7 separate regions of the Mus musculus genome follow, and regions 1, 2, 3, 4, 6 and 7 are each linked to region 5. The links are chromatin contacts, called in public HiCAR-type, HiChIP or PLAC-seq, capture Hi-C and promoter capture Hi-C maps. All regions are on one chromosome and are shown on one strand. Each heading gives the region's core, a stretch centred on a gene start, on an enhancer-like site or on the middle of the called end of the contact. The rest is flanking DNA. Distances are from core to core; before and after follow the strand shown.

Evidence for each region. Promoter capture Hi-C pulls out the DNA fragments that hold promoters and counts their contacts. HiCAR-type assays count read pairs that join an accessible place to other places. HiChIP or PLAC-seq counts read pairs in DNA pulled down with a chosen protein or histone mark. Capture Hi-C pulls out chosen DNA fragments and counts their contacts.
Region 1: a promoter capture Hi-C map of hippocampal neurons shows a contact between it and region 5, with 8 times the contacts expected there. The contact joins the enhancer-like site here to the promoter of Sdr42e1 in region 5. A contact is called at or near these places in 6 of 39 promoter capture datasets (the 3T3-L1 cell line, the C10 cell line, embryonic stem cells and 3 more) and 1 of 9 other capture datasets (liver).
Region 2: a contact with region 5 is called in a promoter capture Hi-C map of hippocampal neurons, with 9 times the contacts expected there. The contact joins the enhancer-like site here to the promoter of Sdr42e1 in region 5. A contact is called at or near these places in 9 of 39 promoter capture datasets (the 3T3-L1 cell line, the C10 cell line, embryonic stem cells and 5 more), 1 of 15 datasets of contacts at CTCF or cohesin (large pre-B cells) and 1 of 9 other capture datasets (adipose tissue).
Region 3: a HiCAR-type map of astrocytes shows a contact between it and region 5, with 5 times the contacts expected there. The contact joins the promoter of Necab2 here to the promoter of Sdr42e1 in region 5. A contact is called at or near these places in 2 of 39 promoter capture datasets (hippocampal neurons and liver), 1 of 115 datasets of contacts at active chromatin or transcription factors (astrocytes) and 1 of 9 other capture datasets (embryonic stem cells).
Region 4: a contact with region 5 is called in a capture Hi-C map of embryonic stem cells, with 3 times the contacts expected there. The contact joins the promoter of Mbtps1 here to the promoter of Sdr42e1 in region 5. A contact is called at or near these places in 2 of 39 promoter capture datasets (cranial neural crest and liver) and 1 of 9 other capture datasets (embryonic stem cells).
Region 6: a promoter capture Hi-C map of hippocampal neurons shows a contact between it and region 5, with 4 times the contacts expected there. The contact joins the promoter of Taf1c here to the promoter of Sdr42e1 in region 5.
Region 7: a contact with region 5 is called in an H3K4me3 HiChIP or PLAC-seq map of stem cell-derived neural progenitor cells, with 8 times the contacts expected there. The contact joins the promoter of Hsbp1 here to the promoter of Sdr42e1 in region 5. A contact is called at or near these places in 2 of 39 promoter capture datasets (embryonic stem cells and hippocampal neurons), 5 of 115 datasets of contacts at active chromatin or transcription factors (embryonic forebrain, embryonic midbrain, embryonic stem cells and 2 more) and 1 of 9 other capture datasets (liver).

What each region holds. Positions count from the first base shown.
Region 1 is chr8:119,019,732-119,023,456 of GRCm38.p6, forward strand. All of the region lies in intron 6 of Cdh13 (cadherin 13), which reads left to right. Among named protein-coding and RNA genes, the nearest start is that of Gm31893, 36 kb to the right of the region's middle. Within about 2 kb of position 1,345, at least 45 of the 459 cell types and tissues checked have an H3K27ac peak or open chromatin away from gene starts, as enhancers often do. A contact at or near this core is called in hippocampal neurons, where this site is marked.
Region 2 is chr8:119,303,365-119,306,703 of GRCm38.p6, forward strand. All of the region lies in intron 11 of Cdh13 (cadherin 13), which reads left to right. Among named protein-coding and RNA genes, the nearest start is that of Hsbp1, 40 kb to the right of the region's middle. Within about 2 kb of position 1,502, at least 15 of the 459 cell types and tissues checked have an H3K27ac peak or open chromatin away from gene starts, as enhancers often do. A contact at or near this core is called in hippocampal neurons, where this site is marked.
Region 3 is chr8:119,445,249-119,448,540 of GRCm38.p6, forward strand. It overlaps Necab2 (N-terminal EF-hand calcium binding protein 2), which reads left to right and starts at 1,471. Exons shown (of 13, transcript NM_054095.2): 1 at 1,471-2,016. The coding sequence starts at 1,807. Osgin1 (oxidative stress induced growth inhibitor 1) reads left to right here. Exons shown (of 6, transcript NM_027950.2): 6 at 1-1,008. The coding sequence ends at 657.
Region 4 is chr8:119,556,852-119,560,329 of GRCm38.p6, forward strand. It overlaps Mbtps1 (membrane-bound transcription factor peptidase, site 1), which reads right to left and starts at 1,910. Exons shown (of 23, transcript NM_001167910.1): 1 at 1,795-1,910.
Region 5 is chr8:117,671,369-117,675,084 of GRCm38.p6, forward strand. Sdr42e1 (short chain dehydrogenase/reductase family 42E, member 1) reads right to left here and starts at 2,321. Exons shown (of 3, transcript NM_001357273.1): 1 at 2,232-2,321.
Region 6 is chr8:119,603,359-119,606,649 of GRCm38.p6, forward strand. Taf1c (TATA-box binding protein associated factor, RNA polymerase I, C) reads right to left here and starts at 1,848. Exons shown (of 15, transcript NM_021441.3): 1 at 1,777-1,848; 2 at 882-1,020; 3 at 23-107. The coding sequence starts at 1,019.
Region 7 is chr8:119,342,387-119,345,985 of GRCm38.p6, forward strand. It overlaps Hsbp1 (heat shock factor binding protein 1), which reads left to right and starts at 2,152. Exons shown (of 4, transcript NM_024219.1): 1 at 2,152-2,234; 2 at 2,550-2,616; 3 at 3,227-3,347. The coding sequence starts at 2,190. The coding sequence ends at 3,345.

The DNA of each region.
Region 1 (3,725 bases), core at 95-2,594, 1.3 Mb after region 5:
GGTTTCTAACTGTCAGTGTTTTGGGGGGGTTTTGTTTGTTTTTTATTTTGATTTTGTTTTTTGTTTTTTCTTGTGTCTTCTCACATAGATGTTAGAGATCAAATTTGTTCTTTCCCGATGTCTGTAGGAGCACTTCATACCTCAGAGGAGCATGAGCTCCTGAGCAGTGCTCACAGACCTGTCCTGAAAAGAGTGCTCCCTGCGTCTCCTCCTTGCACCAAAGGGAGGTGATAACCCAATCGGCCTTAAATCCAAGGCTTGCCAGCCAAACCCGGCTGCACTGCTCAGTCTGCTGATGTGGTTCATACTGAGGTTTTGTTTTTTTTGTTTGTTTGTTTTTGTTTTGTTTTGTTTTACTGAAATGAAAATATACTACATGCTGCTGGAGCTATGGCTCAGTTGGTCCAGTGCTTGCCTATCTGTACAAAGCCCTTAGTTGGACCCCCAAGCACCACATGGGTATGATGGCAGGAGCCTGTAATGCCAGCACTCAGGAGATAGAAGCAAGAAGATCAGGAGTTCAAGGGCATCTTTGGCTGTTTCATAGATAGTACAATGTCGTGCAGGGATACAGGAGGCCCTATCTCAAATAAATATATTAAAAACAAGCAAACAATCCCATGCAGCCCTCTCCTGCCTCACTGAACTCTGACTCTCCTGAAAGAGCGGCGGCTGGCACATTGGTGGGCGGAGAACCCAGGTAGACTGGGTCATCCATGACATCTCGTTTTTCTGATGGTTAAAAAACATCGAAAGATCTGCCTCAGGTGTCGGGGCAGGACTCAAGGCAAGCCCTAGAATGGCTCCCGACAAATCAGAAGGCAGCTGGAGTCAGACATTACACCCACCATCATTAATAAGAGATTTGACTCTCAGTCTTTTCCAATGGGTACCTAATTTACATACATTTGCATTTATGTTCATGTATTTTGTATTTCTGTACACTTTAATCCCACCCCTTTAAACATAGCTGTAATAACTTCCCTTTCCCCTTGCTTATAATCCAGAAGTTTAAGCTTGATTTGAGCCCTCAAATTAAGGGCTAAATCCCGTCAGTCACCATGGCAATTGTACCCTTCAGACATTCCTAAGGCTACCCTGAGTTCCTCCACCGCCCTGATTTACAACATGAAGTTTAGCACCCTCGGCCTCCTTGGGAACCCAAGGGGCAAATTGGTTACTTAGCAACCTCATAAACGAAACAGCTCACAGTACAGGTTCGCCCCATTTTGCTATAATGAAATAATACATCTTGCGAGAATGAAAAAGCCGAGGTGTGTGCCATGTGCGAGGTTCACACTTTGGAGACAAGCTGTTCCTTCCACACAGATTAGCAGACAGACATTGTGTTGGCTGCCCGCTGGCTCGCAGTGACTCAGCTTTTCCAGAATGAAGTCCTTCTAGGAGAGTCCTAGGGCTGGAAGATGACTACTCGGTTATGTTGACTTTCCTAGCAGCCTCTGGGAGTGGGATGTAAATTCAGATGCTTTTAAGAGAGTGGACAGTCCCTGACCCGACTCATCCCTTCTGAGCTGTCTTGAGTCCCAAAGCACCTGGCTTGAAACTAGAGCTCATTCTTCTACCACATAAAATCTACAGCAGCAGCAGCAACAGCAGCAGAAACGGTAAACAACCGAGCTGAAGGAGGAAGGCCAAGCAAGCAAACGGCGAAGGATAATCTTCCTTTGCCATGGCCCTACTCTCTGGGCTGCCACCAGCAGATGACACCCTCTCCTGAGGCGGGCCTTCCTCAGACGAGGCTTTTCCTGCCCAGAGACCTAAACTGTGGCAAGTGACATTAAAACCAACCATTACCACCTCTCAAAGATGCCCGAGTCAGTAGATTCTAAGATGGCGTACTGTTGGCATAGGAGAGCCGCACACACCCGGCACCTCATCTCTCTATTATCTTCAGCGCCTCATGGAATGTAAATGCAGTGTAGGTTTTTGCTGAACGGTGTTTAGGGAACGATGAGAGAAAAGCCTACACATGCTCCATACAGATGTCACTATTTCTCCCCAAATGCTTCTCTCCGGGAAAACAGGTCGAATGCAAGGCACAGAGCCCGTGGATGTGGAGGGCTGTCAGTATGAACATTGAAACATTCCTTCTCTGTGACAAAGCCTTCCTCAGCAGTTTCCCTGAGACCCCTCCAGTCAGGATGTAGCCCCTACCGAAGGAGGAGTTCTGTTCAGAAACACACACAGTCCACCCATGACTCGTGCTGTCAGAGCAGAGGCCACCTGCAGCTGGCTCTGCACCTGTCTCCTTTTCAGGACTGCTCAACATGTGTGTGGGTCCCCTTCCTCTGTGATGGCCATGTGGGAGCGCATATCATGGGTGATGGGTGACCCATCCCTTCTTTTAATTCCTGAGTGTTCTTTCTATACTGCGGAAAATGTCTGAGGCAGAAAATGAAGTCACCCGTAACCTCAGGATCCAGATAAGCAGATTCATAGATTTTCCTCCCCTCTGGGTGAATTGAAAGCAACAGATGTTGATGGTAAAAATGAAGATGAAGCAGGGGATCATAACAAGACAGTCTGAGAAGGACAAGTCTCCCATCTCCTACAGTCCCCGCCCCTCTCTCCCAGCAGTCCCTGGGAACTAATAGCCTAGCATATGTGCTTCTTTATTTGTTTAAGGCTGGATCCCAGAACAATGCACACTCCGCATTCTTTGTGAAAGGCGTTGTCTCACTACCTATTCTCACAAACACACACATCAGCTTTAAGAGTTCCCTGAGGGTAGAGGCCCTCTCCACAGGGCGTGTGTCACCCCCTGGCTGCTGTCTCAGCGGGAGCGATGAGGCATCTTAGTTAAAACTATAAATAGGCATGGAGGACGACCCTGGGCCCTCAGCCCTCTCAACCCCCTAGGAGCTAGACTGTAGCTGTGGTCAGAGCATACCCTTGCTGTCTTCACAGCAGCACCATCTCAGTCTGCGCCTGCTGCCCCTTCAGTATAAATAGGGAATTGCAAGGACATAGGGTGGCCCAGAAGTAGGGCCTAGAGAGAGCTGGATTGAAGCCAGCAGGCAGAAGTAGAGTAGTGCCCAGGCCCCTGTCCAGAAGGCAATGCTGGTGCACTCTTTGCTGTGAGACGAACACCTATAGAGGCTCCTATCAATACCCCACTGAGGCACAGGCCTCTCTTCAATGCTTTGGTTTCCTGCTGTCACTTCCTGCTCCCTCCTTCCTGTTTCCTGAATCTACATCCAGAACTTTGTCTTCATCGGGTCTATCTGAGTGCAGTCCTGAGGGGTCCCAGCCCCACCTTTCTCTCCTTGGAGCACTCTAACCTATCATTTCGTTTCCATGTAAAATGCCCCTTCCACACTCACTGTTTAAACACAAGTGGTACCCAGTGGTGGGGCTGTTTTGGGATGTTGATTTGGACATGTGAACTTGCCAGCAGATGCAGGGCTGTAAAGTTGGGTCTGGAGGGTTATAGACAGGCCTGGTTCAAGCCCTAGGTCTCAGCTTGCTGACATTGCACAATGGTAGATGGTCATCTCTCTCACCCTCCATTGCCACAACAACAAGCCACCTGTCTCTCCACCGAGTTTTCCCCGCTATTATCGACTGTATGCTATCAAATTGTGGGTCATGATAAACCCTTCCTTATTGTGGTTTTGCTCTGTTGCTATGTGTTGTCACACTAAATGCTGGCCCCAAGGTCTGGTTGCCTCAGGTATGATCCTTACCAAGGAATGCTATGCTAA
Region 2 (3,339 bases), core at 252-2,751, 1.6 Mb after region 5:
TTTCGCAGTGAAGGTCTGTGACCAGGAACTGTTCGATACAAAGTTGCTTTAGTCAGAGTGTTTTAACAAAGCAGCAGGAGACACAACTAAAACAGCTGGGGGGTGAGGGGGTGGAGCCAGACGAATCCCTGGGGCTCTCTGACCCACCAGTCCAGCCCGAGACCAAGGTTCTAGTGAGAGACAAGATAAATGGTTCCTGTCTTAGTCAGGGTTTCTATTCCTGCACAAACATCATGACCAAGAAGCAAGTTGGGGAGGAAAGGATTTATTCAGCTTACACTTCCACACTGCTGTTCATCACCAAAGGAAGTCAGGACTGGAACTCAAGCAGGTCAGGAAGCAGGAGCTGATGCAGAGGCCATGGAGGGATGTTGCTTACTGGCTTGCTTCCCCTGGCTTGCTCAGCTTACTTGCTTATAGAACCCAAGACCACCAGCCCAGAGATGGTACCACCCACAAGGGACCCTCCCGCCTTGATCACTAATTGAGAAAATGCCCCACAACTGGATCTCATGGAGGCATTTCCCCAACTGAAGCTCCTTTCTCTGTGATAACTCCAGCCTGTGTCAAGATGACACACAAAGCCAGCCAGTACAGCTCCTGAGGCGCGATGTCCAGGCACACATAAACTAAACAGCTTGGATATTTAAGTGCTGCACTCCTTGAGTGGAGTCACGGACTGATCTTCCTAACTGATCATTGTAGGGTCTTTGGGGTCTCAGCCAGACATGGAGATGCTGTCTGTGACCACCCTGGGAATGAACTGAGCATTTTCCTCAGGAAATAAGGGGCCTCCAAGCCCATCTACAAAGATGTTAGAAAAATGTCTCCTTTATCATCAGCACCATCAGGGACATGCCCTTGACTGGGTAGGTGGGGCTAAGCCAAGGACCATCTGCCTGACAGCGGGACACTCCCACACTCAAGGGAATAACCAGCCATAACGTGAAACAGAATATTTCCACTCATTTTTTTATAGCCAAGAAATTGACTGGGATGTGAAAATACTGTCAGCCACGCCCATGTGTACCAGCTCAGCCCACGGCATCTTAGCATCATCCCTCTGCCAGCCCTCCTTGGCACCTTTCCCAGCGTGGTAGGGTCATTCACTGCAGGCCATTCTTCCCTGTATCTCCAGCCTCCTCCGCTTCCTGTCAAAGCTATCGATATAAATGAATATCTCTATCAATATTAATATGATTGATTGTTGATGTGATAAGATCGATGTAATAATTAAGATTATCAATATGGCTTGATAATCTGAAGCCCTTGGAAACCCAGCAGGGCAGATGTGAAATGCTGTCTCTTCAGGTCTACAATGTGAGGTGAACTCTGACGAGCCAGGAAGCCTGACCAGTGCAGCCTCGCCCTCCACATTTTCCACACAATCCCGTTCGATTCCTTTGCTATAAAAAAATGAATGAAAACACTCAAGGTGGTTGATTATTCCCTTGAGTGTGGGAGTATCCCATTGTCAGGCAGATGTTCACCATGTGAAGTCATGTTAACTCATGATTCCCCGGGAGCCTACGCTGTGTGCCTCTAGAACATGTCCAGGCAGATGTGGGACCAGTGACGAGGGCAACTTACTACTTCCCAGCACTTCTCAGAGTTAGCTTCTGGGAGGATTTGTGTGATCCTGACATTCTGAAGTGTGTGTGTGTGTGTGTGTGTGTGTGTGTGTCTCAGTGTGTGTGTGTCTCAGTGTGTGTGTGTCCCAGTGTGTGTGTGTGTCTCAGTGTGTGTGTATCTCAGTGCGTGTGTGTCTCAGTGTGTGTGTGTCCCAGTGTGTGTGTGTGTGTCTCAGTGTGTGTGTCTGTGTCTCTGTGTCTGTGTCCCAGTGTGTGTGTCTCAGTGTGTGTCTGTGTTTCTGTGTCTGTGTGTGTGTCCCAGTGTGTGTGTGTGTGTGTCTGTGTGTTGGCATCCACGTAGCCCATCTGGCCTTGAATCTGCTATGCAGCTGAGGATGGCCTTGAACTTCTGACCCTACTGTCTCTACTTCCCGAGTGTTGGGATTACAGATGTGCACTCCACACCTGGTTTTGTTCTGTGTCTTTGAAACCAGCCCACCCAACTACCCCCAAGGACCCTGTTCATCTAAGGGGTCACTTGGGGTCTCATGAGCTAGGGATCCTGCCCCCATGTGCAAATCTGGTCTCTTGCATGCAGATGTTGACAGCAGGCTTGTCTGTAACAATCAAAAACTGAAAACTGCAAACGCCCATCCGCAGTGAACACACAGACACGGCATGCTATACCCACATGGTGGCATGTGATTCCGCCATCAGGGACCAATGCTGGGGTGGACTTCAACATGGATGGGCCTCAGAAACACGGCATTAAACAAAATAAGATTCAAAAAAGATCACATATTGGCTGAAGAGATGGTTCAGCAGTTAAGAATAAAGTCTGCTCTTAAGTTTCCAGCACCAACACGGCAGCCCACAACCCTCTTTAACTCCAGTTCAGGGGGGTCTCACGCCCTCTTCTGGCCTCCACAGATACTGCATGCATGTGATGCACAGACATACATGCAAGTAAAAGATAAAACCCCATGCATGTAAAATAATTTTTAAGATTGCATACTGCATATTTCATTTATATGAAATGTCTGGAATGAATCAACCATAGAAAGTAGGCTGGCGATTGCCCAGGGCCTGCAGTGGGTACTAGAGAGTTAGCGCAAAGGTCTCTTCTTGGGGACAATGAGGGTGCTCTAGAGTCAGAGCATGGCGCTGGTTACGAGACTGTGAATTTACTAAAAAATCAATTTGTTGTAAAAACAAAAAAGTGAAGGCTGAGAGAAAAGGGAGCAGTACAGAATTGAAAAGAAACTACCTTTAATTCCTGTGTAACTTCCTAATCTAACATTTCCTTTCTGGTTATTATAGCCCTCACGGTTATTGTAAAGAAAATTAGAAACAGAAGAAGGTATTATTTTAATGTTCATTACCTGGGGAGATAATCGCCACTTGGGTTTTAATATATTCCCTTCTGATCTTTCTGCAGCCATGTATACATTTTAAAATTAGGATCATGCCATGTTTTCAGTTTTGTGTATCATCAGCTAGGTATGACGCTTACGCACGTTCCTGGGCAATGGAACCTACCAGGAAAAAAAAAAGCCTGGTGTTTGGAAAGTGAGAAATATCCTGTCTGGCTAAAATTATGAATTTTTTTAAAATGGCATTTTTTTTAAAAGACCTGGTGCTGCATCTCAGTAGTGGTGCATGTACCTAGAACAAAGGAAGCCTTGGGTCCCATCCCCGTTACCAAAGAGAAAAAGACAGACGTGCTGGGCACAGTGACGCCCTCCTATAATCCCAGCTCCTGGGAGAC
Region 3 (3,292 bases), core at 221-2,720, 1.8 Mb after region 5:
GAGACCCTGCCCTTTGTCCACCACGACCTGTCAGCCCTGGAGGCAGCCCTTCGGGCAGGCACTGTGAACCCAACCTCAGACCCGGTGCTGATTGTGGGAGCAGGGCTATCTGCAGCCGATGCTGTCCTCTTTGCCCGTCACTACAACATCCAGGTGATCCATGCTTTCCGCCGGTCCGTGCATGACCCCGGCCTGGTATTCAACCAGCTGCCCAAGATGCTATACCCTGAGTACCACAAAGTGCAGCAGATGATGCGCGATCAGTCCATCTTGTCTCCTAGCCCCTATGAGGGCTACCGCAGCCTCCCTGAGCACCAGCCACTGCTCTTCAAAGAGGACCACCAAGCAGTGTTCCAGGACCCACAGGGGGGCCAGCAGCTCTTTGGGGTCTCCATGGTGCTGGTCCTCATTGGCTCCCACCCCGACCTCTCCTACCTCCCCAGGGCAGGTGCTGACTTGGTCATAGACCCAGATCAGCCACTGAGTCCCAAGAGGAACCCCATTGACGTGGACCCCTTCACCCATGAGAGCACTCACCAGGAGGGCCTGTATGCCCTGGGGCCGTTGGCTGGGGACAACTTTGTGAGATTTGTCCAGGGCGGGGCCCTGGCTGCTGCCAGCTCCCTGCTGAAGAAGGAGACCAGGAAGCCACCTTAACATTAGCCTGGCACCCTGACACCCAGGCCCTGAAGAGGAAGAGGGCTTATCACAGCCCAGCGGGACGTGAGCCCATCTAAAGATTTCCCATTTGGGAACCAGTCTCCCCAGCAGAAGGGGAAGACTTGAGCCATGTGGATGGACTATCTGCCCCAGAGGCATGGGGAACACAGGCTGCCCTACCCTCAGGCGAGATGAGGCCCCAGGTGGGAGCAGTAGCCATAGACCAGGGGGCCCCCTTGAAACTGTCAGTGTGTGCTGGAGTCACAGGGCCAGCTGAGTGTCCAACTTGGAGGGCCCCAGGCCCAACTTTTCACCATCAGATCTGTAATAAAACCAGCTGTGCCTCCACTGTGCCTGAGGAGTCTGTGCTTGGGAAGTGGCTAGGCAAATAGACCGCGCACTGGGCCCCTGGGTAAAGCCCGCAGCTCCAGGAGAACAAGCGATAGGGCCCCAGAGTGGAGCATCCATAGGCACAGGGCTAGACTCTATGGAGTCTGGGTCAGGAATGAGGCTTCCAGAAGCCTGATGCAGCCCTGTCCACTCTGTCCCCTGGTCTGCCCATTTGAGTCTCACCTCCCGCCTCAGGGCCTTTGAGCAGGCTGGTGTCCAGTCCCGGGACCCCTATTCAGGTGTCTTGAGTCTGAGTCACTTGCACAAGTCTGCGTCTTGCTCTACCTTCTGGGCAACTAGCGCCCGCGGGTGGAGGAGGGGAGGAAGGGACTCGGGGAGAATCATCCGGCAGAGGGCGCTCGGGGCTCACCGGACACCAGTACCAAGGGGGGAGGGGACCGGGGGTCAGCGAGACCCTGGCGGGGACGGGGGCACAATCCCGGGGCCCCCACCCTCCTCCACACCCGCCCTAAGTTCTGCGTGAACGAAGCCATCCCCCTCGGGGGCCGTGCCAGGGTCCGGTCGCTGGGCCCCGCGTCCCCGCGGGCAGTCCCCTGCCTCCGCTCTTGGCCGGCGGGGTGGGGGTGGCGGGCGCGGAGCACGTGGCTCGGGGTCCGGGTAGCCCCCCCACCCCCGGCACTGGCGGTCCCCGCGGTGTCCGGGCCGCGGGGCCGGCGGCGGGAGCGGCGTGCGCGGGCGGGCGGGCGCGGGCAGGGGGCGCGCGGGGGCGCGGCCGGGCGGGGGTCGGCGGGCGAGATGTGCGAGCGGGCGGCGCGCCTGTGCAGGGCCGGCGCGCACAGGCTGCTCCGGGAGCCGCCGCCGCAGGGCCGCGCGCTGGGCGGGCTGCTGCGCTGGGTGGGCGCCAGGATGGGGGAACCCCGTGCACCGCTCGTCCCCGACATCCCCTCCGCGGACCCCGGCCCCGGGCCCGCCGCATCGCGAGGGGGCACAGCCGTCATCCTGGACGTGAGTACGCGCGGGACCCTCCGCCCAGCGCGGCTGGGTGCCAGTCCACACCCGGGACCTAAGGACCCTCTCCACCATTCGCTCCCTGCCTGTTCCCGCATCCCCGCATCCTATTGCTGAGACCCTCCTTGGCGCGGGGACCCCGAGCGCAAGCCCCAACTCTCACTGCCGCTGAGACGCCTGTCCCCCAACCCAGACCTCAAGATCCTCTCCATTCCTCCCTCCACTTTATCTCATCTCCACATCCCATAGCTGGGACCTCTTCTTCCCGCAGGGACACCCCCGTCCAAGACCCCAACTCCACCCGGACCGTATTACCCTCACTTCCATCCTCTTCTTCCGCTTCCTTGCATCCCCATATCTCATAGCCTGGGACCCTCCTCCGCGTGGGGATCTCCAGAGCGAGCCCTCCCACCACCCCATCGCGGCTGAGGCTTGGGTCCGCACCCACCGAGGACCCTCTCCTCAGTCGCCCCCCTCCACGTTCCCGCTTCCACTAATTACATAGCACGGACCCACGCTACTCCCCTTCCATCGTGGCTGGGGCACCGGTCCCCACTGGAACCGCACGACCCTCTACATCTCCTCCTTCACATTCCCGCATCCCCGCATCCGATAGCCCAGTCCCCGAGAACTGCTGTAAGTCTGGCCGCTATTCCCCTCTTCAGGTCCTAACCAAACCATCACTTGAGTCCCTACGATAGGGACAAGAACTGGGCACTGCTAGCCCCCTCCTCTCTATCCTGGATTCTTCCCTGCACTTCCCCACACACAGCCCGGAACCACCACTGTTCTCTTCTCTGCGGATGTAGATGAGCCCCCGTGCTGTGCCGCTTTGCGAGTGAAGCCCCTTCCCCAGCTCCTCTCTTTCCATAGAATCAGAATCATTGCCTGGACCTAGGCGTCCTCACCCCCCCCCCCAGCTCCACCCTGAGCAACTGTCCTCCTTCACTGTCTTCCTGTCCTCACTCTTGGACCCCAGACTCACTCCTCATCCCACCTCGTGCCTCATGCACCACACCGCTCTCCCCACCCCAGCCCTGCAGAGTGGGGTGGCATATAGGCAGGAAAGAGTTGGTGGTCCGTGGAGGGGCTTCTGGGGGATGGGACTGGTCCTGGGGGGGGTGCCTGTACATGTTATGGGGTTCTGAGAGAATCGGGGTATTTTTGAGTGTGTTCATGAGTTCATGTGTGTGTGTGTGTGTGTGTGTGTGTGTGCACACGCACGCGCGCGCCCACGCATGCCAGTGGGTGCCACATACCCCTACAAGTGTCA
Region 4 (3,478 bases), core at 660-3,159, 1.9 Mb after region 5:
GGCTGGAGACATGGCTCAGTAGTTAAGAACACTGGCTGCTCTTCCAGAAGACCCAGGTTTGATCCCTTGCACCCATGTGGCAGCTTAGAACTGTCTGTAACTGCAGTTCCAGGGGACCCAACACCCTCACATACATATACAGGCAGGCAAAGCACCAATGAACATTGAAATGAACATAACTCACTTTAGGGAAAAAAAGAAATTGCTAATCATATACAACTTTCTCCTCAAAAGAAATCACTGAAGAGATTCCTTAGAGGAGCTGGGAAGATGATCCATGGAGCACGAGGACTTGAATTAAGTCCCCAAAACTCACACAGAAAGCTGAGGTAGACTGCCCCTGGGACACAGTGGCCCCTTAGTCTCACTCAATCAGAGGCTCCAGAATCACTGAGTCCCTGTCTCAAAAAAAAAAAAAAAAAAAATCAGGTGGAGTGTGATCAAGGAAGCGCGCGCACACACACACACACACACACACACACACACACACAGACTTCCCTTTTGGTCCTCCTAGTCCAAAGATTGCCGACCATCGGAGAGAGAACTGAGTCAGAGAATAAAGCATATGACAGCACCAAGAATGAACAAGATCTGACCAGAAAACATGCTCCTTCATTCCCGAGGGGCGAGGGGGAGGCCTGCCAACACCGCATCACTTTTTAGATAGTAACAGCAAATTGTTGGTTATAAGGGGTGTTTAGAGACTGCAGGAGAGTCCTAATGAGCAAAAGTGCAGGTTCCAGTAGCCACTTCACCCTTACACTCAAAACAAAAACAAAAACCAAAAAGTCCACAAAAAATTAGCTCTGTGGCCAAATGTGTCACATACTGCAAGATAAGACCTTGGCAAAAGGTATTCCACATGAATAGGGGTAACTGTGGGCTATTAAACAACGGACTATCATTCAGCCGTAAAAGATGAAATACTGACTTACGCTACAACCATAAAAAAAGGTACTGGTTTATGCAACAACATAGATGAATTCTGGAAACAAGACACCAAAGGCCACATGCGACTCTTGACCCACTATTCCCAAAAAGCAAACCTAAGGAGACAGGTCCATCGGTGACTAAAATAGCAGACTAAAAATCGGTTCTAACCACAGCAGGGTACCGGGAGTCTGGGGAGTGGTTCTCAAAGCGGGCTGTGGTGCCGACTGAACTGCTCCGCAAGATGACACAAAGTCACAGGGCGGGACCACTTAATACAAGTGACCCTGTGATACATAGGACACTTTATAGAAATCACGGTCTTGCGTTTAAAAAATAACGGTAAGTGGTGTGGCGCTGTACGTCTTTAATCCCAGCGCCAGGCAGAGACGTGAGGATCAGGAGTTCAAAGCCAGCTTGAGCTACTCAGACCTTGTCTTAAATATTAACTTTTTCCCCCCCCGACTAGTTTTGCAGATTTTTATGCTTTTCTCTGTCCGGCTTTTTCATTCGCCTCCAAACCTAGGGGTTGCTAGCGAGGCTGATCCCAGAATGAAATCTTCAAGTGCTCCTCCCGTCCCTTCAAAGCGCCACTCAAAAACACCTACAGCAAATGCGAGTCCGAGCCGCGATGTGCACTGAGCTGCAGCTCGGTTCCCCGGGGCTCGCGACCGCAGGGCCCTGCGGAGGCGAACGGCGCTTGCGCACCGCGGCGCGCAGGCGCAGGCCAGGCCGCCGCAGCCGCCGCCGCCGCTCCGGGCCAATTTCTGGGGAAGCAGCTGCGGTAGCCGGCGGCCCCCGCGCGGGCAGCGGACGGCTGAGCCTAGGGCGCGTCCGGCTCTCGGCCGCCGCCGGCAAACGTACCTGCGTCCGCCTCAGGCTCGGGGTCGGCGGACCCGGGAGAACGGCGGCTCCGCCGCGAACACGCCTCGGGTCTCCATTCGGGGGATGTTTACTCGCAAGTCTCGCGAGACCACGCCGCTGGGGCGTGGGGGGGTTACGACGGCCCGGCGTGCTCTGCGCGCCCGCGACCTGCGTGCGCGCTCCTGACGGCCCGGCACCGAGGCGAGAGGCTGTGCGGAGCTCTCGCGACATTTGCGGTCTTGGGGGAGGGGTCGGGAAGGGGCGGAGCCGAGGGCGAGGCCAAATCGCCCTCTCTGGGTATATATAGGGAACCCTGGTGGTTTAGGTTTCTCCAGGTTTCCTGGCCTGGAAACTCAGGAAGGGTGCGAGCACCTTTGCGCGGCTGAAGTGGGACGGCGCCTATCCAATCTATGTGTTCTCCTGAACTACTCCCATGGCCCCAGTTTATTACTGCTGCCAGGAGGGTGCATCAGCATCTTGAGAAACAGGACGTTTGTAACACCAACTATTTACCATTTGGAACAAACAGGATCAAGGTGAATTTCGTCTGGTAAAACGCACTTGAGCAATTTAGCCACCTGTAGAACGGGCCCATTCTCAGCCTTAGTACTGAGCTGGATCGATCACTCTTGGCCCTGGCACAACCTAAGTGTGCTCGGGGACTGTGACTGAAGCAAACAGGATGGAGGAGACAAACCCTGAGTCCTAGGCTCATAAGCTCACCTTGGCTGCCAAACCTGGTATGGAAACTGGGTTTTGCATTGGGACCTCCAGCCGAGCAAACTCAAGAAAAGGGGATCCGGACCCAGGATTTAGGTCAGGGTATGGAGGGGACCTTGTGCAGCACTCTTGTGTTTTCCCTCAGGTGTTCAGTCAGAAGAGTGCATGTAAGAGGGGACAGTACTCTTGTATAGGAGCCAAGTTTCCATCCCAGAACCTGCTCACTGTAACTTCAGCTTCGGAGGGATCAGGTTTTTGGCCTCTGAGGGCACCTGCACGCCTATACATAATCCTACACAGACATACAAACGAGATTTTAAAAGGGCGGTTCTGAGACAGTAGCCCCACACATTGAAAAGGATAGACCGCATTTATTCCCAGGTTCCAGAATCCTATGGATAACCCATCATTCCGGAAACTCGCTGTGGCAACCCCATTGCCTGCCCACTCTCTGCCCTGAGACTTGAATCTTGCTCTTGGCCTGATGTCTCCCTGCTGATTCGCCACACTCTCCCCAAGGTCTTCTGTCCTTCAGATGCCTGAAGCCCAGTAATTAGAAGACCCTTGCTGGCTCAGGAGAAGCTGGGAGCAATAAGTTGATGTCATAAAGGACCCATTAAGCCTGCATACAGTAGACTTTAGCTAAAGGAGTGCTCAGAGCTGAGTAGTGGACTAACCAGACTGTAGGAAAGAGATGGCTTTACCACAAATGTAATTAAAGTTTTGGTTTTCTGGGTTTCTGTTAAGATCACCACTGATTAGGGACAGGACAAATGGAGACACCCCCGGCCATTAGGAACACTCCCGTATCAAAGACCATGCCTCTGTTAGAAAGTTCAAAGCGGGTACTGGGTCACAACACCATTGAATCCCGGTCCTCATTAAGTCCAGGTTCTCGTATCAGGAAGAGCAATATTCTGCCAAGCGCACATGCTGACCCTGGCTAACAGCTGCCTAGGGGCTG
Region 5 (3,716 bases), core at 1,071-3,570:
TCTTTTACAGCTGACAATAGTGGAATGAGATGGAGTGCTCTGTCTTCTTCTTGTACTTCTATTTCAAATTGTCCTCGTCCTCTCTGCTACTTGAGTGTCTCCTTCCATCTTGAAGTAAGCATGCAAGCCACTCCATCCTACCTTAGTGGTGTCCTCTGTCACTTCTTAAGCCCTTAATGTGTCAGGCACTAAGCTACAATTTGTTTATAAATTATGTCACCGAGTGCTCATCACTGATCTAATTTCAGAGCTCACCCTTAGCTATCGTCATCCTCCTCCTCCTTCTTCCTCCTCTTCCTCCCCTTCCTTCTTTTCCTCTCCCTCCTTCTCCCCTTCTTTCCCCTCCTTCTCTTCCTCCTCCTCCTTCTCCTCTTCCTCCTTCCCCTCCTTTTTCTCCCCTTCTTCAATTTTTTATTTTATTATTTCAAAAAAAATGTATGTGCTTGTGTATGTCTATGTGAGTGTCTGCCATGCATGTGTTCACCAGAGCCAGAACAGGGCATTGGATCCCCTGCATCTGGGGTTACAGGGGCTGTGAAACACTGAAATAGGGTTTGGGAGCTGAACCCAGATCCTCTGGAAGCTGAGCCATCTCTTTTCAGGCACAGACATTTGTTGTTATTGTTTGTTTGTTGTTTGTTTTGAGGCAGGGTCTCTCACTGCCTGGATTTATTGATTTGGCTCAGTTAGTTAGGCAGTAATAAGTCTCAGAGATCCATCTGACTCCACCTTCCCAGGGCTAGGATTTCACATACATGCCACTACGGCCAGCATCCATCTCACACTTGCACGACAAACACTTTATGGCAAGTGCGAAGCCATCTTCTCATCCCATGAACATTTTAATAGTCACCATAACCAATCTGTGTTTCAAATCACCATGGAAACTCTATGTGAATGTAGACTCCTGGTCTAGAACAGTCTTCAGGGACAAAGAGCACCTGGTAAACTGGAGCCTAGTGCTCTGGATAGATGAGCATTCCACAGCCTTCTAACTGCCCTCGTCCTCTCTGCTACACTCATGCCTCCTTCTGTCTGGAAGTCAGTATGCCTGACACTCCATCCTACCACCGTGGCATTTCCTGCCATTTCCTAAGTGCCTGGCGCTGCGCTACAATGTGTTTATAAATTATGTCACTTGAGTGCTCATCACTGCCCTAAAAGAGACAATGCTAACCAGTGGGTCCCGTTTTGCATGTGAATAAACTCGGGCCCAGAGACAGAATGATCAACAGCTCCAAGTCCCATAGGGAGTGAGTGGATTACAGGGTTCTATGTATCCACTAGGCCAAGGGACACCTGACTTCATCACTCATGTCCCAACCCCAGCAGTCCCAGAGGGCTGGCCAGAGTCTCTGACCTGAAGCAATAGGTATGGAGCATACACTGATCTGGACTGTGTATCGTTTCACAACCGGCACATTCTGTAATGGCTCAGAAAGGCAAAGGAAGAGCTACCTCATCTATTCCCATGAGGCATTGGGGCATGTGACACAGCATTAAAACTCTTATATAGGGAATCATGAAATTGGGTCCTGGATTTAGATCTACCATCAGCTACTTGTGTGACCCTGGACAGCTTTTTTTTTTCTTCCAGTTTTTTATTAGGTATTTTCTTCATTTACATTTCAAATGCTATCCTGACACCCACTCCTACTTCTTGGCCCTGGTGTTCCCCTGTACTGGGGCATATAAAGTTTGCAAGACCAAATGGCCTCTCTTCCCAATGATGGCCCAACACTATGAACTAACCAGTACCCCAGAGCTCGTGTCTCTAGCTGCATATGTAGCTGAAGATGGCCTGGACAACTTTTTAACCTTGCCTCCTCCTCCCTTAAAATGCAAATCACAGCAACCGTGGTACGCTCGTTTATTACAGGAGTTTTAAAGTTATACCACTGATACTTAAACACAGTTCTGAGGCGGCGGCAATTAGACTCATCCAATTTGGTGATACTTACAACCGTTGTCACCCTCAAGAACCATCCGTCACCTTCAGCAACTATTAGTTATCCTCAGCTGTCATTTGTGACCCTTAACTACCAGCTATCATCATCACCCACTACTTGTCGTTCTCAAATGCCACCTGTTACCCTCAATGGACACTTCAGGCTCCTTTCACCCTCAGCCGGCTCGTCATAAGCCCGGCAAAGTGCGTTTAGGACCGCCCTGCCATCCCAGAATAGGGACCCCGTGGGTGACGACAGCCCTTGCGACCCCAGACCACTCACAGAGGCAGACGACAGCGTGGCTTGTAGAAGCAAGACGAAAGAGCCTCTGGTGCCTTGCTGCCCCCGCTCTAGAGCAAAAGCTGTCAAACTGGCTCCTAAAACCGCTTCCGGGTCTCTCTAGGAAGCCCGGAGGTTCCCTCATCTCTATGATGAGCAAGTGGTTTCTCAGTTTTAAACTGTGCTGAGGCAGTTCCGAGTTTCAGAATCTTTTGAGAGGGTCATCTAGACTCCTCTTCCTACCTTCAGCTTCTGCTTCCAGGCTTCCATCTCTCTGTGTACCTCTATTAATGAGTGCAGAACTGATCGAAGAAGGGGTTTAGCTCAGCCGGTTTCCTTGGATGGGTGGGTGGGCGGATGAATGGACAGACGGGTGGGCAGGTGAGTAGATGGATAGGTGGATGGGTGGGTGGATGGGTATGTGGGCAGATAGAAAAATATATGGGTGGATGGGTATGTGGGTGGGTAGAAAGATGGGTAGGTGGGTGGATGTGTAGGTAAATAGGTATGCGGGTTAAGTATATGGGATGATGGAGAGGTGGTATATGGATAAATAGATGGTGGATAGATGGCTGAGAACATGGATAGATGGGTGTGTGGGTGGATGGATTGATGGACTTCTGGCTGGAGAAAGGATAGACGACAGATGAAGGTCTGTAAGTAAGGGAACAGTCGCTCTCCACGTTTCTTTAAAAATATTTTATTTTAGCTGGGCAGTGGTGATGCACACTTTTAATCCCAGCACTTGGGTGGCAGAGACAGGCAGATTTCTGAGTTCCAGGCCAGCCAGGGCTACACAGAGAAACCCTGTCTCAAAAAACAAAACAAACAAATATATATATATATATATATATATATATATATATATATATATATTATTTATATATATATAATTTTATGTATATGAGTGTTTTGCCTGCACATATGCAACCACATGCCACAGATCTCCTAGAACTGGAGTTACAGGCCAGTTGTGAGCCACCATGTTAAGTGCTGGGATGTAAACCTAGGTCCTCTGCAAGAGCAGGAAGTGCGTTTATCTGCTAAGCCATCTCTCCAGCCCCTCCACTTACTTTTTCAAAGCCTGTTTTTTTCCTGACCTTTGGTTTCTATATGTGGATATGTTTTGTTGTGTTCCTGATTTTGTTTTCCCTGCTCCCTGTTACTATGGCCACTGACTATGTAACAAGCGAAGCCCAACCTTCGTTCCCGAAGGACTTAGAAGCTATGAGGAGAGGAAGCTAGCTTTCTCCTTGTTAGGAACACCATATGCCCTCTCATTAGAGCTGTGGGCTTAAAGAAAGCTGCATAGTATGTGTATATAGCCCAAAGAGACATGTGCCTTATACGGGACCCTGGGTCAGAGAGTTTTGTTCTGGAAACTGGAAAAATGAAGGTTTTTGACTCCAAGTGCTTTCCTTGTTAACAGAACTGGTCCCATATTCAGACTCACTCAAATGGGCTCACATGAATGATGTCATCCACAGC
Region 6 (3,291 bases), core at 598-3,097, 1.9 Mb after region 5:
CCAAAAGGAGAGAGACTCTTACCAGGATCAGGAGGCATCAGGAGGGGGAGGGGTCCTGGCGTCGATGGCTCCCACAGTAGGTTCTTGGCAAAGGACAAGGTCGGATCCTAGGGAAACGGGGCAGCAATAACATGACAGGTGTGCAATCCCTGCCAATTAACTAACTCAGTCCTCGGGACAAATGTGAAAAGGTGGTCACTTCGCTAATGAGGAACCCTGAAGCATGAGGCTGCCGCCCTAGGTGACAGAAGCAACAAACAGGCATGGACTTGAACCCAGGCAACCGACTCCAGAGTCTGAACTGAATTCTAAACTTCATTCACAGCAGCTTTCAAAGGAAGCGCCTAAGTCATGACTGCCTACCCACAACCCAATGAGCTCCAACTTCCTCAGCTATCTCCTCTGAGTCCTGCCATTCAGTGGGCACCCTTGTCCCAAGGACCAAGAACTCCCCTCCCCCAACACCCTCTCTTTGACATGCTCTCCTCAATGTACTCAATACAAGGCTGCTAGAGATGGACCTCCCAAGAGCAGAAATCCTGCCCCTGGCATTCCACTAATTCAGGCAAGTCAAGGCCACACTATAAAAGGTCTGCCCGTTGGTGTACAGTCTCTCACCATAACTGGAAGTCCCTTAGGTGGGGTTGCCTGACTTCCTCATGCTGGGCTCCTGGGCCTGTAAGGACCCCAACACATAAACACCTGCTGAACCCAGGGAGAGGGAGCGAGGAAAGAGGAGCCACAGCCTCTGTTGAGAGACACTGTCTGGACAGCAGGGCAACCGGTGCGCAGCTCAAGTAGCAGCTGCCTAGACCTCTTTTCCCAATAAGTGAGCAAGGAGGAGGAACAGACCAAGGAAAGGACCCTATTTCCATCCTCACCTTGCAGTTCTGTGGCTGGGACCCTGGCAGGGTCAGTGCATCTCTCCAGCTGCACATGAAGGACAGGTCAGGGCCATCAGTCATGCCAAGTGGACCGGCCTTAAACAATGAAGGGCGCAGGGTGCCAGGGAAGTCCATCCTGGAGAGAATGTATCTAACGTTACACACGCCTTCATTAGGAGTCTCAACAGTGCACCAGGGTTCTCAGAACACAGTAGGGGAGACCACTACAAGGTAGCAGATAAAGACCAGACTATGCCTAATGCCAGCGCGTCAGCAGGGCTGCCCAAGGACTGCTCACTCTCTTGAGGGCAGCCAGACAGATATCTCTGCTCACACCTTGGAAGAGGGGCTGGGGAGAAAGTGATCGCAAAAGGCCTCGTGGCAGGTAAAGTGCCAAAGAGATAAGCAACCACAGAATATACAAAGGGGAGAGTGTGGAGGACCAAGTGATGCCGATGAAGGCTGAGCGTTCATCAACGCGCTGCGCATGACAGTAGCAGGCTGACTTTCTTCCACCCCTCTGTGGACATGGGCTGCGTACTATTCCTGCTTCCCCACTGCCAAACACAGGCTTCTCCGAAAATGCCCGTGGGCTGAATAAATGCAGGAACTCTTTAGAAGCAGTAACTGTCAAGTCAGCCCTCATTTTTAGTAAAAATTAAATCTAACATCCGCAATAAGAGCACCAGCAGAGCACTAGTACCCGCTGGACAAGACGTGAAGGCGCTGAATTTAGAGTCTGAACTGAAAACCGGTGTGTAGTAACCACAAGTGTTCCCGGACCGCCCTCCCTCGTGGCCAGCATCTAGGACGAGCCTCAGCGCTGTAATCGACCAGTCTCTATAGCCACGTGGTCTGCCACGTGCTCTCAGCATTCCCGCAACAGCCTCACCTGACCCCGGGGCCGCAAAGGAGCCAGAGTGCCGAACCTCAACGCCGCCACCCACAACTGTTGGAGCAGACTAAACTGTTTTCCGGATCAGGCCGGAAGTTCGCCCGAGAAACAGGAAGTCCCGCCCCCAGATCATCTAACCGAGTCCTCCAGCGCCACCTGCAGAGCTGAGGGCCAATATGCATGGTCGTGGCGCCTAAGCTATGAAATTTCCATCCTATTTCACAAAAGTGTTGAGAAGCTTGAATTGATCCTCTCAACGAACAAGTGAGCACCTCCGATGAGCCACGCACTGTATTTATTACCCACAAGTCCTAGAATCCGCTTCATAGACACCTCTGGGTGCATGTGTGGCTTTAACAGGGGCCAGGAGGGAATATTAGCTTGTCATTCTCAAGCTAATATTCCTTGTGTGTGCACCTGCGAGTTTTGGGGGATCTGTTCAAACTCGCTCGCATGCAGCGAGTCCTGGGCTCTGCCTGTAAGTTGCCTTGGTCCTGACACTATCGCGTAAAACTTAGGACGCGTGGCTCTGCTGACCACTTGCTTTCCATCGCCTGGAGGCTAAGAATATCTTCAGATAGAATCGAGACAAGGAACAGATTCTCCTGCGTCACTGCAACCTACCTACATGACATTCCCGCCAATGTGTTTGACGACTTCTTTGGGTTTGACTTTCCTTTGTCCTGTAATTATCAGAACTTCATAAATCGGTCTTCATGGTGGAGCAAGTTATTCAGGGAGAAAAATCTGTGTTCCTGAGTTTATTAAGGGATCTCTAAAGGAACAGAACTGATTGAATGAGTATGGAATAGAGGAGATTTTATTAGACCGGCTTACAGGCTGTGATCTGCGTAGTTCAATAATAGCTGTCTTATGACAGAAATGGCAAGGAGAATTTGGTACTGTTCCGTCCACGAGGCTGGTTGTCTCAGCAGTTCTGATCTGGTGCTGTAGTCCTGGGCCATTCCTAAAGAGCCGCCGAGCTTCAGTCTCTGTTGGAATCCTAAAGAAATTGATTTGAATACTGAAAGGAAAACTTCAGCAATGCCATAAAATAAATGGTTTTGCCGGTGAGGGTGAGGTCCAGCAGGCACAAATCATGGTTTCTTTTTCCATTTCTTTTATCTGGGCTGCCACCAGAAGGTGATTTAGGATGGCTCTTCCTCCTTCAAATAATCTGATTAAGAAAATCCCTCACAGGGCTGGAGAGATGGCTCAGCGGTTAAGAGCACTGACAGCTCTTCCCAAAGTCCTGAGTTCAAATTCCAGCAACCACATGGTGGCTCACAACCATCTGTAATGGGGTTTGATGCCCTCTACTGGTGCCTCTGAAGACAGCTACAGTGTACTTGCATATAATAAATAAATAAATAATTTTTTTTAAACTTCCTCACAAGTGTGCCCAGCAGTTTGGGTCCCAGTTAATTTCAAATATTCAGTTGACCACCAAAACTAGCCATCATATGGGGGCATGCTCGTTGGTGTCTATTTGGCTCATGCATAACTTTATTA
Region 7 (3,599 bases), core at 902-3,401, 1.7 Mb after region 5:
AAGAGAAGAGAAGAGAAGAGAAGAGAAGAGAAGAGAAGAGAAAGAGAAGAGAAGAGAGACTTAACACACCAGAAATCACATCTGTCCTTAAGTATAAGAAGAAAATTAATCTATCACTCAGGAGGGTCAAGTTTGCAGTTTAGATGAAGAAAAATTCAAACAAACAAAGCCAACAACTGCCAGTGTCCTAGGAAGGAAAGAGGGGAGGAGGCAGAGGCTGGAAAAATGGCTCACAGTTGAGAGGACCTGAGTCTGATTCCCAGCACCCATACTGGGCTGCTCACAATTGTCTGTAACTCCAGCTCCAGGGACCCAACACCCTCTTCTGGATTCTGAGGGTGCCTGTATTCCTGGACACATGCACACACGTGCGTGCACACACACACAATCGCTTTGCTTGTCTACCATGGGAAGGGAGTCCTCCGTGTGAATTGAGGTTGGGGGAGAGGGAGAGGGGGCTGGGGAGGATGTGGTCAGATGACAACTGGGGAAGACAGCTGAACCACACATCTATCTCCCTGGCCAGGCCTGACCCACCTTAGTTACCAATGCTAATAAGACTTAGTCTTCCTTCAGCTAAACAAACTGCAGTTACCCCACCCTCACCCCAAAACACAGTCCTGAGACCAAGCTTGTGTGTCAGTTGCAGACAAATAGTCAGGGGCCATTCTGTGGGACTGGAAGTTGGGGTCCTCACTCAACAGAAAGCAGAATTTTGAAAACTTTCCCAGATGCTGCTGAAGAAGAACACACGGTAAGTAAATAACTTAGGGAAGGTCACAGACCTGGTCCCTTTTGAAGCTGGGCCTCAGCCTGGGTCTGGTGGACGCTGGAGTTCCCTGTTTCTCTCCTTTACTAAACTGTCTCCTGGCCTGTAGCCATCCATGTGCCTGTACAATTCACTGTAACGTAGGAACATGGAGAACTCTGGCCGGTGTTGGCTCTGCAGAGGGGATCAGCCACTCCTCCTGCCCTGTCTAGAGTCTTCCTTAAGCTGCCCAACTCCCTATAACAGCCCCAAGGTAGGGTGGAACAATCGGACCTTATATCCTAACGCCGCGTACCTTCACTGGTTTGCTAGACTCAGAGACACCCCCACTCCAGTCCATAAATGTAAAGAATTGGATCTGTCTTAGTTAGGACATCTATTGCTGTGAAGAGACACCATACCCACAACAACTCTCATAAAAGAAAATATTTAACTGGGGCTGGCTTACAGTTCAGAGGACTAGTCCACTATCATCATGACAGGAAGCATGGCATGTGCAGGCAGACATGGTGCTGGAAGAGGAGCTGAGAGTTCTACATCTGGATCCACACACAGCAGGACACTGGCCAGGCTTGAACTTCTGAAACCCCAAAGTCCGCCTCCTAGTGACACACCTCCTCCAACAAGGTCACACCTACTCCAACAAGGCCAAACCTCCTAATAGGGCCAGTCCCTATGGGCCTATGGGGCCATTTGTATTCAAATGACCACGATATTCTATCCCAGCCTCCTCCACTGCCTGCACTGTGTTTTGTCTGTGTGAGGTTGTTGGGTCTCCTAGATTTGGAGTTGTGAGCTACCCTGTGGGTGCTGGGAATAGAACCCGGGTCCTCTGGAAGAGCAGTGAGTGCTCTTAACCGCTGAGCCATCTCTCCAGCCCCCTAATGTTTTTTAGTAGTAACAGAACACTTTCTTATTTTGTGTGTATGTTTATGTGTGTATGCATGCATGTCACAGCAGTGCACACACAATTTGTGGGAATCGAGTTTCTGCTTCCAACATGTGGATCACAGAGATTGAACTCACAGTGTCAGACTTTGAAGCAAGCTCGTCACCGGCTTCGCCTTGCAAGGCCTGAGTGCCTAACTACATCCATGGAAGAAGCCAACGCTAATCCCCACAATTTTGGTCCATTTCCGGCGTTTTCTCCTCCTCTTCCTCTCGGTTCAGCCTTCAGGGTGGAACTGGGCGGAAGATGAAGGCGGAGCTAAGAACTGGGGGGCGTAGCTTATCCGCAGGCAGGACAATCTGAAGCCTCCTAGGACCTTCCGGTGCGTGGCAGAAACTACAACACCCACAATGCCTCGCGGTCCCGTGACCGTGTAGTCGCGAGAACTGTCGGCTTGTGGGCGTCTGCGCCGAGAAACCGAAGTGTAGGTGACGGTTCCGAGACATCGCCGCCAAGCTGGGCACCGGGGAGATGGCCGAGACGGACCCCAAGACCATGCAGGACATCACCTTGGTGGTAAGCGGCAGCCTCATATGGGCCTGGACACCCCGGGGCCGCTCTCGGCCCTGGCGTGGGGTGTGGCCAGCGGCCTCGGCCCGCGCACCTGCGGGGCTCGCCCTCCGGTCGGCCCCGACCCGGACCCTCCGGACCTGACCCGCAGGGACACCGATCCGAGCTGGCAGGCCCTTGCTGAAGGCCTCACACTCCAGCCGGGAACCACCACCACCCCACCCCCCCTTCATGCCTGCGTCCTCGGCTCCCCAACGCCGGTCCCAGGAAGGGGGTCTCGGCATAGGTTGGGATCGGCTGACTTGTCCTGGTTTCTCTTAGGTGGAGACGCTCTTGCAGCAGATGCAAGACAAGTTTCAGATCATGTCAGACCAGATCATCGGAAGGAATATCCTTTTGATTTGGAGGCAGTTTCTTAACTGTGGGGGTGAGCGGGGTGGTTTACAAACAGATTTCAGTTAGTCATTTAGAAATTGCCTTTTTTTTTACAAAGGGTTTATTATTTTTAATTATATGTATAAGGGGGTACTGGGAGTGACTGAGACCAGAGGCGTTGGATCCCCTGGAGCTGGAGTAACAGGCGGTTGTGAACTGCCCAGTACACTCGTGCCCTCTGCAGGAGCCTCGCGTGCTCTTAACGGCCGAGCCTTTTCCCCGTCCCCACTTAGAAGTGTCTTTCCTGATCTTGGCTATATTGTGTTCCCGTGGAGGACTGTGCCAAGAGCCAGAGACACAGCGAGACCTACCCCAAGCCCTTGTTGGTGCCCCTCCAGAACACCAGTAAAGGGGTTTGCATGGTAACCGTTGTCTGGGAGTACTTCTAGAGTTGGAGGTGTAGGGAAGAAAACTCACCCCAGTCCCCCCGAACCCCGACCGCCAGGCTGTCACTGTAGCCAGATGAAACTGGGGAAGCAGCTGTTTAAACCAGTGGGCGGGGGCCTGGGGGGGAGAGGCCGAGGTGAGGTGATGCTGCCGTGCGGGCTCTTTAACTGTGCCACTAGATGACATGAGCAGTCGGATTGACGACCTGGAGAAGAATATCGCTGACCTCATGACCCAGGCTGGAGTAGAAGAACTGGACCCTGAAAACAAGATTCCTACTGCCCAGAAGAGTTGAAGGTGAGGGGGGGGGGTTACCTCAGCGTAAAACGCCCGTCAGTGCGACGGGGTGGGGGGGTGTCGTTGATCGGTTATCAGGAGACCTCTCTCCTCCCCACCGGTGAACTCCCAAGTTTTTGAAATACCACCCGAAGTGAGATCTGACGCCCTCTTCTGGTGAGTCTGTAGACAGCTACAGTGTACTTATCTATAATAATAAATCTTCAGGCCGACCTGAGCGAGCACAGGTCCTAAATTCAATTCCCAACAACC